Regions from separate parts of the Gossypium hirsutum genome. Here region 1 is linked to region 2. A link is a contact called in public Hi-C data. All regions are on one chromosome and are shown on one strand. The core of a region is the stretch at or near the end of the contact, and the rest is flanking DNA. Distances in the headings are between cores, read along the strand shown.

The links. A called contact is a pair of places that touch in the nucleus more often than the background predicts.
Region 1: a contact with region 2 is called in a Hi-C map of leaf, with 3 times the contacts expected there. The contact joins the promoter of LOC107954802 here to the enhancer-like site in region 2. A contact is called at or near these places in 8 of 34 Hi-C or Micro-C datasets (callus, leaf and an unstated tissue).

The regions. Positions count from the first base shown.
Region 1 is chrD07:49,146,305-49,152,472 of Gossypium_hirsutum_v2.1, reverse strand. LOC107954802 reads right to left here and starts at 3,466. Exons shown (of 4, transcript XR_001699692.2): 1 at 2,863-3,466; 2 at 1,883-2,054; 3 at 1,748-1,797; 4 at 1,001-1,419.
Region 2 is chrD07:48,937,743-48,943,901 of Gossypium_hirsutum_v2.1, reverse strand. No RefSeq gene overlaps it. Among protein-coding and RNA genes, the nearest start is that of LOC107955215, 52 kb to the right of the region's middle. Within about 2 kb of position 2,766, at least 1 of the 9 cell types and tissues checked has an H3K27ac peak or open chromatin away from gene starts, as enhancers often do.

The DNA of each region.
Region 1 (6,168 bases), core at 2,217-4,716, 210 kb before region 2:
AGAAAAAAAAAAGAAATACTATCATTTCACTCAATATTTTTAGGCCACGTTTGGTTCGCTGTATTGGAATAGAGACGTAATGGAATAGAGGCGTAATAGGAATTTCTATTGTTTGGTTGAATGTAATGGAATAGAGGCGTAATAGTATTCTTGTGTTTGGTTGAATGAAATGGAGGCGTAATAGGAATTTCTATTGTTTGGTTGAATGTAATGGAATAGAGGCGTAATAGTATTCTTGTGTTTGGTTGAATGAAATGGAGGTGAAATAGCATAAGGGAAAAACCTAAAATGACTAGAATACCCTTAGCAGAAATTTGTTTAGTTAAATGATTATTGTTATTGTTATTAAATTTTAATAAGATTATTAATATCAATAATAAATAATTTAATCATATTTTAACATAATTATTATTAAATATATTTTAATCAAAATATATAATTTAATAAAATTCTTAATATTAAATATTCTTATATGAATTTACTAAAATCATAATATATAATACTATAAAATATAATTTAAAGTTATTATTATTAAATATAATTTAATAAAAATATATAATTTAATAAAATTCTTAATATTAAATATTCTTATATGAATTTACTAAAATCATAATATATAATAATATAAAATATAATTTAAAATAATTTTTATTAAATATAATTTAATAAAAATATATAATTTAATAAAATTCTTAATATAAAATATTATTATATGAATTTACTAAAATCATAATATATAATACTACAAAATATAATTTAAAATTATTATTAAATATAATTAGATAAAAATATATAATTTAATAAAATTCTTAATATTACATATTCTTATATGAATTTACTAAAATCATAATATATATAATTTAATTTTTGAATGAAATCATAATATATATAATTTAATTTTTGAATGAATGCAAATGATTCACTATGAATGTTTCATTCATAAGATCTCACCTGCTGTAACTTCTTCCTAGATAAAGATTGAAAAACAATAGCAAGCAAATAATTCAAAGGATTTTTTCATTAATTTTATAAATGTTAATTGGGAGAAGCAACTCCAGAAATCATCATATGTTATAAATAATTCAGCACTTATGAGCTAAACAAAGGAGCTTGATGATATCCCAATACACAGGTGCAAACTTGATAGCAATCTTCCATCAAAAGTGTACGGATGAAGATAAGAGATGGTGACATTTTGGTAAGATAAAGGTTCCAGGACAGCTTACGGCCCCAAAAGCGCAACACGATCCTTCTGTACTGCCTGTGTCAGGTTGATGTCAAAGAGTTCGAATCGTATGGGCATCTCCATATCATAGAAGGGGTTTTTAAAAACATAATCTGTTTAGAGCTCATAAACAACTTTTAAGAGAGCCTCCATGTGCTGTGTCCCAGGTTCACAAACTACAAAGAACTTTGTCCCTGAAAATCATAATATGCATATTTGCAAAATCAAAAGTGTAGAGAATTCATCGCGTGGTTATTTAGAATCCATTTAAAGGAGGGAATTCATATTTGTACATGAGTTTGAAGAATTCAGAATCCATTTAAAGGAGAGAATTCATATTTGGACATGCTTCTTGTTATTATTAATTATAACAGAGTTGAACTTGAGACTACCATGGTATATGAGTCAAAAACGAAATGTTAACAAAGTATGGCCCTTTTCATTTACCTTACTTGAATAATACCTCAAGTTGAAATGAAAATATTAAGTAACTGTTTTATTTAGACGGGATAATATTATTACCTTGCAACACCCAACGCAAACACATAATGAGCTATAAAAGGCTCAACAATCTGAAAGCACAAAAAAGTGAGTTAAACATGGTAATCTTATAAACCTTGTTTATAAAATTAAATCTGCCATCTAAGTAATTTTTACCTTGGTGTTTTGCATCACTCGCAACTGAGGTAAAACTGAAACGGCTTCCAGATATGCACAGAATGCCCAGGAAATCCGGTTCAGTAGATTATGGGAAGTTGTTGGATGAATACACAGAGCTAGTACTGCACAAGGGACAACTTGAATCCAAATTCAAACGCCCATATGACTTCTACAATATGTTAAAAAAAGGAATAAATCCACTCAAGGAACAAAGAATATAATTGTATTGCTAAAACGTGTCTATGCGTAGCAATACAAAAAATGTAAATACCTTCAACAATTTTTGTTCAATTGGTTGCCAGATAAAATATATTAAATCAAAACTAGAAGGGTGAGGTATAAGGTGACTTTCAAAGTGGTATTTAAAATAAACAAGTGCTAAGAAGAACTGAAGACAAGTTACAGCTCAATAGACAGTTAGAAGACTACCTACACATGGAAAAAAAACAAAGAAAGAGAACAAAACATATTTAACCAGTAATTGAGGGTTAATCAATTCATTCATCCATCTTGTGTAAACGAAAAGGCCAATATCAAAAGGCGGATTTTAACAACAACCAAGCTTTATACATAGCAGGAAAGTCAGAAGAGAGAAAGAACATCTCCTTTTGGTCCAAAAGCTACCTTTTTTTATCAACCAACATTCTACCCATACTTCATTCATGGAGAAGAATAGCAAGAAACAGATACCTTAAATCGAAAGAAACAAGAAATCAAGCCGGAAATTCAACCTAATAACAGCTATATAGCAAAAAAAAAAAAAAACAATCGGCACAAAGTCAGCAAATCAAACTCTTCAAAATTTTGCTATTTAGCCATTACCTTAATGAGTTCTTGAAACTACTAAATTAAGAAAAAAAATCCATGCAATAAGTATTAAATTGAAGCTACAAATTGATCGAAAACAATTCCAATAACAAAATATTGAAATTTTTATCAACTGGTAAGAGAGAAGAAGCTTTTTTTTTTGGAATTACCAGTACAAGTCTTCTCTTTGGTGAGCTTATAGATGATGACAGAGATTCCGATAGAATGGACAGCCTCGGCGGTGACAAATAGGTTGTCATGGTCATTTACAATGACTCGGAGAAGAACCAATGCCGCCATCCCCGATACCACCGCCAAAAAAGTCTTTACCTTCGGTGGCTGTCGTCTCACCCACATCGACACCGCATGGATCGACCTCTTCTGTGTCCTCATGTCTTCTTTATTCTTTTTTTCCCGTTTTGGCAATTTAGAGGATGTGAGATTCTGGATTTTGGGGTTTGATTTGAGCTTTTTGTTTAATAGGGAAAAAATAAGTGATTCGGGTGGATTTTTATTTGACGGGCAAGAAATCTGAATCTGAATTAAAAATTATCTGAAATATGGAAACAGAAGGAGAGAAAGTTACAGATCTATGGGAGAAGATGAATGAGAGTATCTAAAATATGGCAAATGAGTTTGAGGGCAGAAATTGTGTAGTGAGTTTGACGGCAGATGAAGGAGAAGATGAAGGAGGGCAAAATTTGGAAAATGGGAAAAAGAGAGCGGAACGTAATAGCTATTCAGTGCTGAAGGCAAAGAATGGCTATTAAAGCTTCTCACGTAATAGAGGCTGAATGGAATAAGGCTGTATTACAATTACAACCAACCAAACGTTTGTTTGGGGGTGGGCCTACCGATTTGCGGGGGAATGCATTCCTATTCCCCCAACCAAACATGCTGTTAGTATCATACGTGTACGTCCCAATATCCGCCTGTCTTTTTTGGGAAATAAAACAACACAATACTCATAATTAAATTTCGAATATGTTGCGAGCTATTAATGCAATTTGAATGGATATCATGTTCACCCATTGTTTATATTATTTAGGTAAGGGTTATATTTAATATAATGAAAAAAAATTGATACACAATTTAATAAAGTTTTTAGAACCCAGAAGTAAAGTTAGGGAGTTGACAAGTGTCTTACATGGTTATAGTAAAATATTAAAAAAAGAGACATATGTCAATTTTTTAAAGCTACTTGAAGAATAAAAAAAAGTACACTACCAGTATATCAAATACTCACCTTTAATATAATAATATTGTATAATTTTATACACTATCAATAAATTACGGGGAAATATTTGGTACACTAATAGTTAAGTTTTTACACTCTACAAGTAAATCTAATGGGTTGACAAGTGTCCTATAGAGAGGTTTAGTAAAATATTTAAAAAAACACATAACACACTTTGAGTTTACCAAATATTAACCCATAAATTACATGATAATATATTATAGGTAATTATTTGGTGCACATGTGATGTAAATTTTTAACTCCATAACCGCGATTAAGATTTTGCTACATGTCATATTTATTTATTTTAAAAATTTTTAAATACAACTTAAGGAAACATGGCGACATCTTAATTCAGTTAAAGAGTTAAAAGTTTCCACCACCAGTGTATCAAAATTATTAATTTTTTTAAAAAATAAATACAATATCGGTCATCGTTTATTTCACTAATAAAACATAAATTTATAAGAAAATATTTGGTATATTGTTTTTGGAGTTTTTAAACTTCATAAGCAGGGTTAAGAGATTGATAAGTGTGTTATAGGGTATAATAAATTATTAAAAAATATATATTTAAAAAAAAGATACATGTCAATTTTTAAGGTTAATTGTAAAATAAATAAAAAGTATATTTCTAATATACTAAATATTCACTCTAAATTAATAGGTATCAATATTTGAAATATAAATCCAATAATGGCTAATATATTAAATAAGCCCTTGAATGTTGTTATCTTATTTAAATAAAGTCTGTATACTTTAATTACATTCAAATAAGCCATTTAAATTTACTTGATACCCGAATAAGCCTTTAAACTTATATACAATATAATAGATTTTCTTTGTTAATTTATATTTTAATATTACTTAATGTTTCAGTTAGCTTGTAATTAATGGAATTAGGAAATATATTTTTATGATAACAAAAATATAATTTTACCTTTTTAATAGTCTATGTCTTTATAATTTTTAAAGGAACAAATAAAAATGTTATATTTTTTAGTGTCGATGTACAATTTTATCATACACTAATTTAAAATTTATAAATTATAAAGGAGCTAAAAGTAAAAAATTTCATTTCTGGCCCTGCCCGCTCCGCCTATGCTACATGTTCTTTTTCTTAATTTCCTTTCCTCTATTCTGAAGTGGCCATTCATGTAGTGGTGAACTCTTCCTATGTAGCTGTGAGCTCAAGCAAGTCTGCTAGCTCCATGGTTGCGAGCTCAACTAATGTTGTGAGCTCATCAAAGTGTGAGCTATTTATATGTTGTTGGCGAACCACCTAACGTATTTCAAAAAGGGTTTGCATATGCTGATGATGATATTTTTTTATTAGTCTACTTGCTAAGATCACTTGTTAGATAAGCAGAGTTAGTATTGATTTAACTTTTTAGGTTCTGACTTTTACCTAATCAGTTTATGTACAAGTTATATCTTTGTATTTCCAAGGTGTGTTAGTGGGGTAGTTGACTTTCGTGTAATCACTACACCCGTATATATATTGTATTTCTTGTTGAATGAAAAAAAGATGAGAAAATTTGATAGCAGTAAAAAATTTATGCTATGTATTTTCTTTGTTTTCTCAGTATTTTGTTCTCTCAACTTCTCTAAACTCTAACAATTGGTATCGAGAGCCTTAGCCTTTGAGGGACTTCTGAGTGTTTTCTTGTTGAACACAGAGTGTTGTTTGTATCTTGTTTGTATTGCAATATCATCTAGAATCTTTATACCACCTCCATCTTCTATCTTTTCTAGAGAGAACTACCATATTTGGGTAGTGTAGATGAAGACGTATCTTCAGGCATATGGCTTGTGGGAAGTTGTTGTTTCAAACAAAGAACCACCACCTTTGTGAGCTAATCTAATGATAGCTCAAATTAGACAGCATAGCAATGAAGCTGCTAAGAAGTATAAGGCTTTGTCTTGCCTTAAGAATGGTGTGTTTGATGTTATTTTCACAAGAATTATGGCTTGTGAAACTTTCAAACAAGCCTGGGATAAGTTGAAAGAGGAGTTCTAAGGGATTGAGAAGACAAGACAACAACAATTGTTGAATTTGAGGAGAGACTTTAAGAACTTGAAGATGAAGGAAACTGAAATGATCAAGCAGTATACAGACAGGATCGTGTCCATTGTCAACAACATAAGGTTTCTTGGTGATCAATTCAGTGATCGAAGGGTTGTTGAAAAAGTCATCACAACACTGCTAGAGAAGTATAAGTCCAAGATCTTATCCTTG
Region 2 (6,159 bases), core at 1,517-4,016:
TTAACACGATCTATAGATCCCTCTATTAGATTTGACTCTAATTTGGCGGATTTATGCCATTCTATTTCTAGGATTGCATGGAACTCCACTCAATTATGCTAGATTTACTCTTAAATATGGTTTATTCCTCCTATGATTCAAGCACATCAAATATGGATTAATAATCTAGAAATATCAAACCAATAATTAAGCACACATAATTGAGAACAAGATCCAAGTATTTATTGCGTAAAAATAGAAATCAAATAACACAATCCATCATAGGGTTCATCTCTCTAGGTTTTAGAAAATTAGTTTATAATCACAAATAAAAACATATCAAAGACAATATAACCACAAGAAATAAAGAAACTCATAATAAACTTCAAAGAAATCAAAAGGAGATCTTCAATCTTGATGGAAATTTGCTCTGAAGTAGGCTTCAATGGTGTTTTCTAAGTTATTTTCTTGAGTATTCTATGACGACTTACTTCCCTCTTCTTATCTTTGTCATATATAGATCTTAAAATGCCCGAAAAACCTAAAAATTGTGTTTTCCTGCATGTTTGGAGTGGAATTCATGAAATCCACACGATCTGGCACATGACCGTGTGTTTAGGCCGTGTAAAATGGTTTAGCCCATGTGGCTCCTGAAACTTGCTTCGATTTTCTTTCACTTTTACTCTTTTTGCCCTCAAATGCTCTCATAAGTATAGAAACGTGAATTTAAAGGATTAGGAGCATAAAATTCACCATTTTAAATCGAATAATACTCTAAAAACGTATTAAGAATGAAGATAAAACATGTTAATTTTGGCATTTATCAATTATCATACTTACGACACACGGTTGAGTTTTTAACCAAATAGTACTCATAGTTTTTCAGCGAATTAACAGAGGATGTTTACTTGTCACAATCAAAACCATTAGGATATTGTAATAACACTAATAGACAAAATCAAGAACCAATATGCAGAAACAGACCCTTATATATTTGGCCTAACCCATACATACACGGCTATACACTATTAAGACACATACACGGAACAAACAATAAAGACAAACACCTTCACCTATACGTTCGCCCAAGACCCTCACTCATCCGGTGTACTTATACTGTTCAGATCCGATCCATTCTCATCTAGATCAGATCTTTTATTTGACATACACAAAAAACATCACACATTAGGAATCGACATTAAAGGTTTCAAGAAGATCTAGTAGAAACCGATTGCAAAAAATTAAAGAGGGTTAACCACAACTTGATTGTGTAACCGAAAATGGAGTCCAATTAATATAGGGAGTTTCACTTACCAACCTACTACAATTGGGAACTAGAAATAATTATTGACAGTTCTAAACACTAATGGGGTTTGAACGAACAAAAGGTGATTTGACAAGAGGAGTGAAATTGGTGGGGGATGCGATGATAACTAGGGTACGACAGCCAAGAAAAATAGAGGAAGAAAAGAGAGGAAAAGAGAATGCTAGTGTTAAGGGTGGCAAAAAGAAGGGGCCGACCAATGAGAAAATGTGTTTAAATACCTAGGGTTTTGACACACTAGGGTTTTCTACACTAGAAAATCCAGAGGTTCCGATACAATTTTTGACATTCTGATAGATCTTGCCCAATCAGAAGCCCAATTGCATGCTCAAATAGAAAATTAAAATAAATTAACAGTTACATATTTAACCTGAATATTTAATCCATATTTCGAGACGTGACAATTCCTTTTCTTTGATTGAAAGAATTTTACATATAAATGGATTGTTTTTCTTAGATTTTAATAGATTGTTTTTCTTTAAATATAAATGACATTTTCAAATGTAAATGAAAAGTTATAAAAATTATCTTAAAAAAAGAGAGAGAAAAACTATAGAAATTAAATATAAAAAAGAGAGATATAAAAAATAATATAGTTGTTAAAAAAAAGGTCTCGTGAAAAAGAATTACATTTCTTAAAATTATTATTTATTAATTCTAAAATTTATTTTTATCCATATATACTTCTAAAATTATTTATCTTTAAAAAAATTATCTATTTAGCTTTTTTTTTCATTTATAAGTGATAATAGCAATAGTTTAAAATTTTAGATAGTTTTTTTAAGGGATAAATTACTTTGTATATTTTTCTAAAATTTAATATGTATCTTTAATCTAATTTTATTATAAAAAATAGATAATTAATAATTATAAAACATAAATAGAAAAGAAATAGAGATGTAGCATTTGTGTCAATATTATGGTTTTGTATCTTGTTATTATATATATAATAAGGTTGTATGCAAATGTTCATATTCACATTATAGATTTTTTTTGAAATTCCATTTGTAAACGTCAAAATTTAAATAAATTATTGCCATTTAAAACCAAGTATCTAATATATATATACATTATTATTAATAAGAAAACCGTCTGGGAACAATTCTGTTATGTTTGAGACACCATTTCTTTGTGAGAATATAATGAAGATCTTGAAGGAAATTAGGATGCTTAAACAATTATTTTTAAAATTTTATAATTAAATTTATGACTAATATGTTTATATTTAATTTTTATTTTTACTCACAATAAATTAAGTTTATAAAGTAAATATGTCTCTAAATTCTTTATATTTGATAGGATAAGAATCTAAATTCTAGTTTATATTTTTTGTTGATTTACTTTTTACTTATTTATTGGTAATGCGTGATTAGGACAAAAGAAAAAAGGTATAAAGCTAAAGCTTATTCCCTTCTTTACTTTTCTGAAATTAAACTACAATTAATGGGTCATTGTTACAGTTTTGGGTGTTTTTCGATATTATGAATTTTTGATTTTTTAAATTTTGTGAATTGAAAGTTGTAATTTCATCAACTATTTGTTGGCATGGGTTTGTAATTTCTCCTCATTATATATTTTACCAAATTTCTTAATAATATGTTTAATTGGTTTAGTTTTATCCCTTTTTTGAATCAATACCTTGTTTGGATAAAAAGAAAGGAAGAAGAGAGAAAAGAAAAAGGTAAAAGTGAGGAAAGTTAAAAGGGAAATAATATAGAGAAATATTATTTTTGATATTTTAATCTAATGTGTAATGTTATACGCAAGCTTCAATTTTGAGTGATTTTATATAAAAAAATTTTGTTTCATTCAATTTTCTCAAATCATTATCAAATTATCAAATTAGTGTCATTTTATGTTTATATATTATATACACAGAGAATTATGTTAGTTCAACATGAAAACAAATATATGGATCCGTTTCATTAAATGTGTACAATTGAATTAAAATTAAAATTTCATGTATACATATAAGCCACAATTTAAGTTCCATGTGTAAATTACACCAAATTAAAATTCATGTATGTATATATATTTATTATAAAGCCCTTGGTCAAATTAGTGTCCTAGGTTAACCAAATATCAACTCATTTGATAAAGATGAAATTACTCTTATTTTACAAAATAAATTATATTATTTTAAGGCTATTTTTATCATTTTATATATTGTATATAGAAAAATAGAAAAACATGCACACATAATAGAATTTGAACTCGTACCTTTTTACTTTCACACATTTATATTTAACCATTCAACCAAAACCTCATATGCTACTTATATTAAATTTTTATATATAGGTATTTGTTACATGAATATATTTTTCTCCCACAACATGAGTGTGCCCAAATCGATTGGTGTAATGGTTTTTTCGGCCATCCAATTTTACAAAAAAAAAATTCCCCAAAAAAAGTCAATTGAGCCCTCCATTTATTTTTCCCTTTTTTTAACCATCAAATTTGTATTTTTTTTGTGAAATTAACTCAAAATGAATGAAAATGTTAACATTTGTTAATTTTCTTGTCGTGGAATACATGTGAATTCCCACTTATGTAGCATGTAAGCATTTAATTAATTATTTTAAATTTAAAAATATTTTTTATAATGTTAATACTTTTTAATGATTTTTAAAAATAATTTTTATATATAATTTTTTTCAAAATTTTAAAAATTAATTAAATCTTCATGTATCATCGACATGGTAATCCACGTGTATGCCACGTTACTAAAGTTAACAACTTTTCTACCCATTTTGGAGTGATTTGACAACAAATAAAAGTTTAAGGACTATAAAAAATAAAAATAATAAATGAAGGGTTAAAATGACATTTTTTTTATAAATAAAATTGGAGTGCCAAATAAGTCCTTATGTAAAATCTAATTTATACAAATTTTCTCTCTTTTAAATACTATCATTTTTTTTTCTCAAAAAACGGAAAGAAAAGAAAAAGAAATACTATCATTTCTGTTCCTCAAAATACTATATATTTTTAGTATCATACGTGTACGTTCCAATATTCACTTGTCTATTTTTGGAAATAAAACAACACAATACTCATATCTAAATTTCGAATATGTTGAGTGCTATCAATGCAATTTGATTGGACACCATATTCACCCAATGTTAAAGAAATTTAATGAAAATAATTTAATATAATGAAAATAATTTGGTACAAAATTGAAAAAAAAATATAGACTCCACAAGTAGAGTAAGGGAGTTGATAAGTGTCCTACATGGTTATAGTAAACTATTAAAAAAAAAACATATGCCAAATTTTCAATATCTTTGCTAAAAATAAGTTATGAGTATGATTACATATGATCAATTGAATTAGATCATTTCTAACTCGTATACTAAAACACACATAAAATATAATACTCCTACTAGACGTAACCCTTAACATAAGTGTTAAAAACTTTTAAAAAATACAATATAATTTACAATAGCCTACTTTTACATAATAATAACTTAGACATAGGTCAATGATTAAGGGTTTATTTGTATGTATGGAAAGTATAAAAGCCTATTTAAATAAAGTGACTAAATTTAGGTACCAATTGAAATCTAAAGGTTTATTTGGATGGAACAAAAGTATGAGGGCTTATTAAAATAAAGTAACAAAGTTCAAGGACTTGTTAAATATATTAGCCTCCAATAATTAATTAATCTTTCCTCTACCCTCTATAAAGTGAGCAGGCCGCGCTTTCCCATTCCAGGGCGAGGGGAAACAAAGGAAAAGAAAATGGGGTTTCGTGAGTTGGCGGGGTTAGTGATGATGATGATTCTCCTAAAACCAATTAGCGGCAGAGACGCCGTCCTAGTACTGAGGAGCAACGCCACTTACCAGTGCAATGGCTTTCTCCGCGGCTGCGGGATCCGGGAAGAATTGGAGTCGGAGCTGGATTTGTTGATGATAGATTCTACCGTTATCAGAATCCTCGGGGTCGATAAAACTGTCGGTAAAATATACAGCACGCTTACAAAGGATAAGCCAGCGGTAAAGCAAAAGGACTGCGGTCCTAGTTATTCGAAATGTCTTCCACCACCAAACCCAGATAACCATAACAAAAATTGTAAGGGTAATAGCCCTTACTGTAGATAGGTTGATGTTTATCAACCTATCTATGACAATAAACGCCCTATTCATTATTCGAATCGTAAAGGTTGCTACTTTTGTGGACTCTTATCTGTTTCTTTGCTTTTTGTTGTACGTATGGTTTCCCTGTATCCCTTTCAACTATGATGCATATATGTCGCTACGTCTTATTCTACTAATATATCAATCTCCTACTTTTTCTTTTGGTTGGATCACAGTTATCAATAAAAGATACACCGATGCTCCCATTATGGGTGAACAAATGTGAGGTGAAGAAGAACTTGCTTAATGTTGGAGATATAATATATTTTTTTTGTTGAAATATACAAGCATGCAATGCGCACTTTTTTTCTTGGTTTATTTACGTTTGTAGGTATAAAAAAAAATCCATTCCAACTCCTTAATAATTATTATATAGACCATTAATAATGAATTACCGTGTAAGAATATTTTTACACATCACTAAAATATATTGCCGGCTCACTCACCTTCCTTCTTGCCTACCCAGATTTTAAATGATGAAAAAAGCATTTAAGCATATATTTTCTTCATCTAACATGGCTAAAGTAATCGGATCGTTACTTTCTCCTACAGTTTTAATCAACGGCATTCATAAAATAAAAATCCCCTTTTGGACAAACAAGAGAACATAATAATCAAACATTCAAATACAATTTCAAGAATAGTAGCAATATTTTCTTATTTAAAAAAAAGTAATTTTTTAATGTTGGAATAAACATTTCCCTCCATTTGATTCTCTA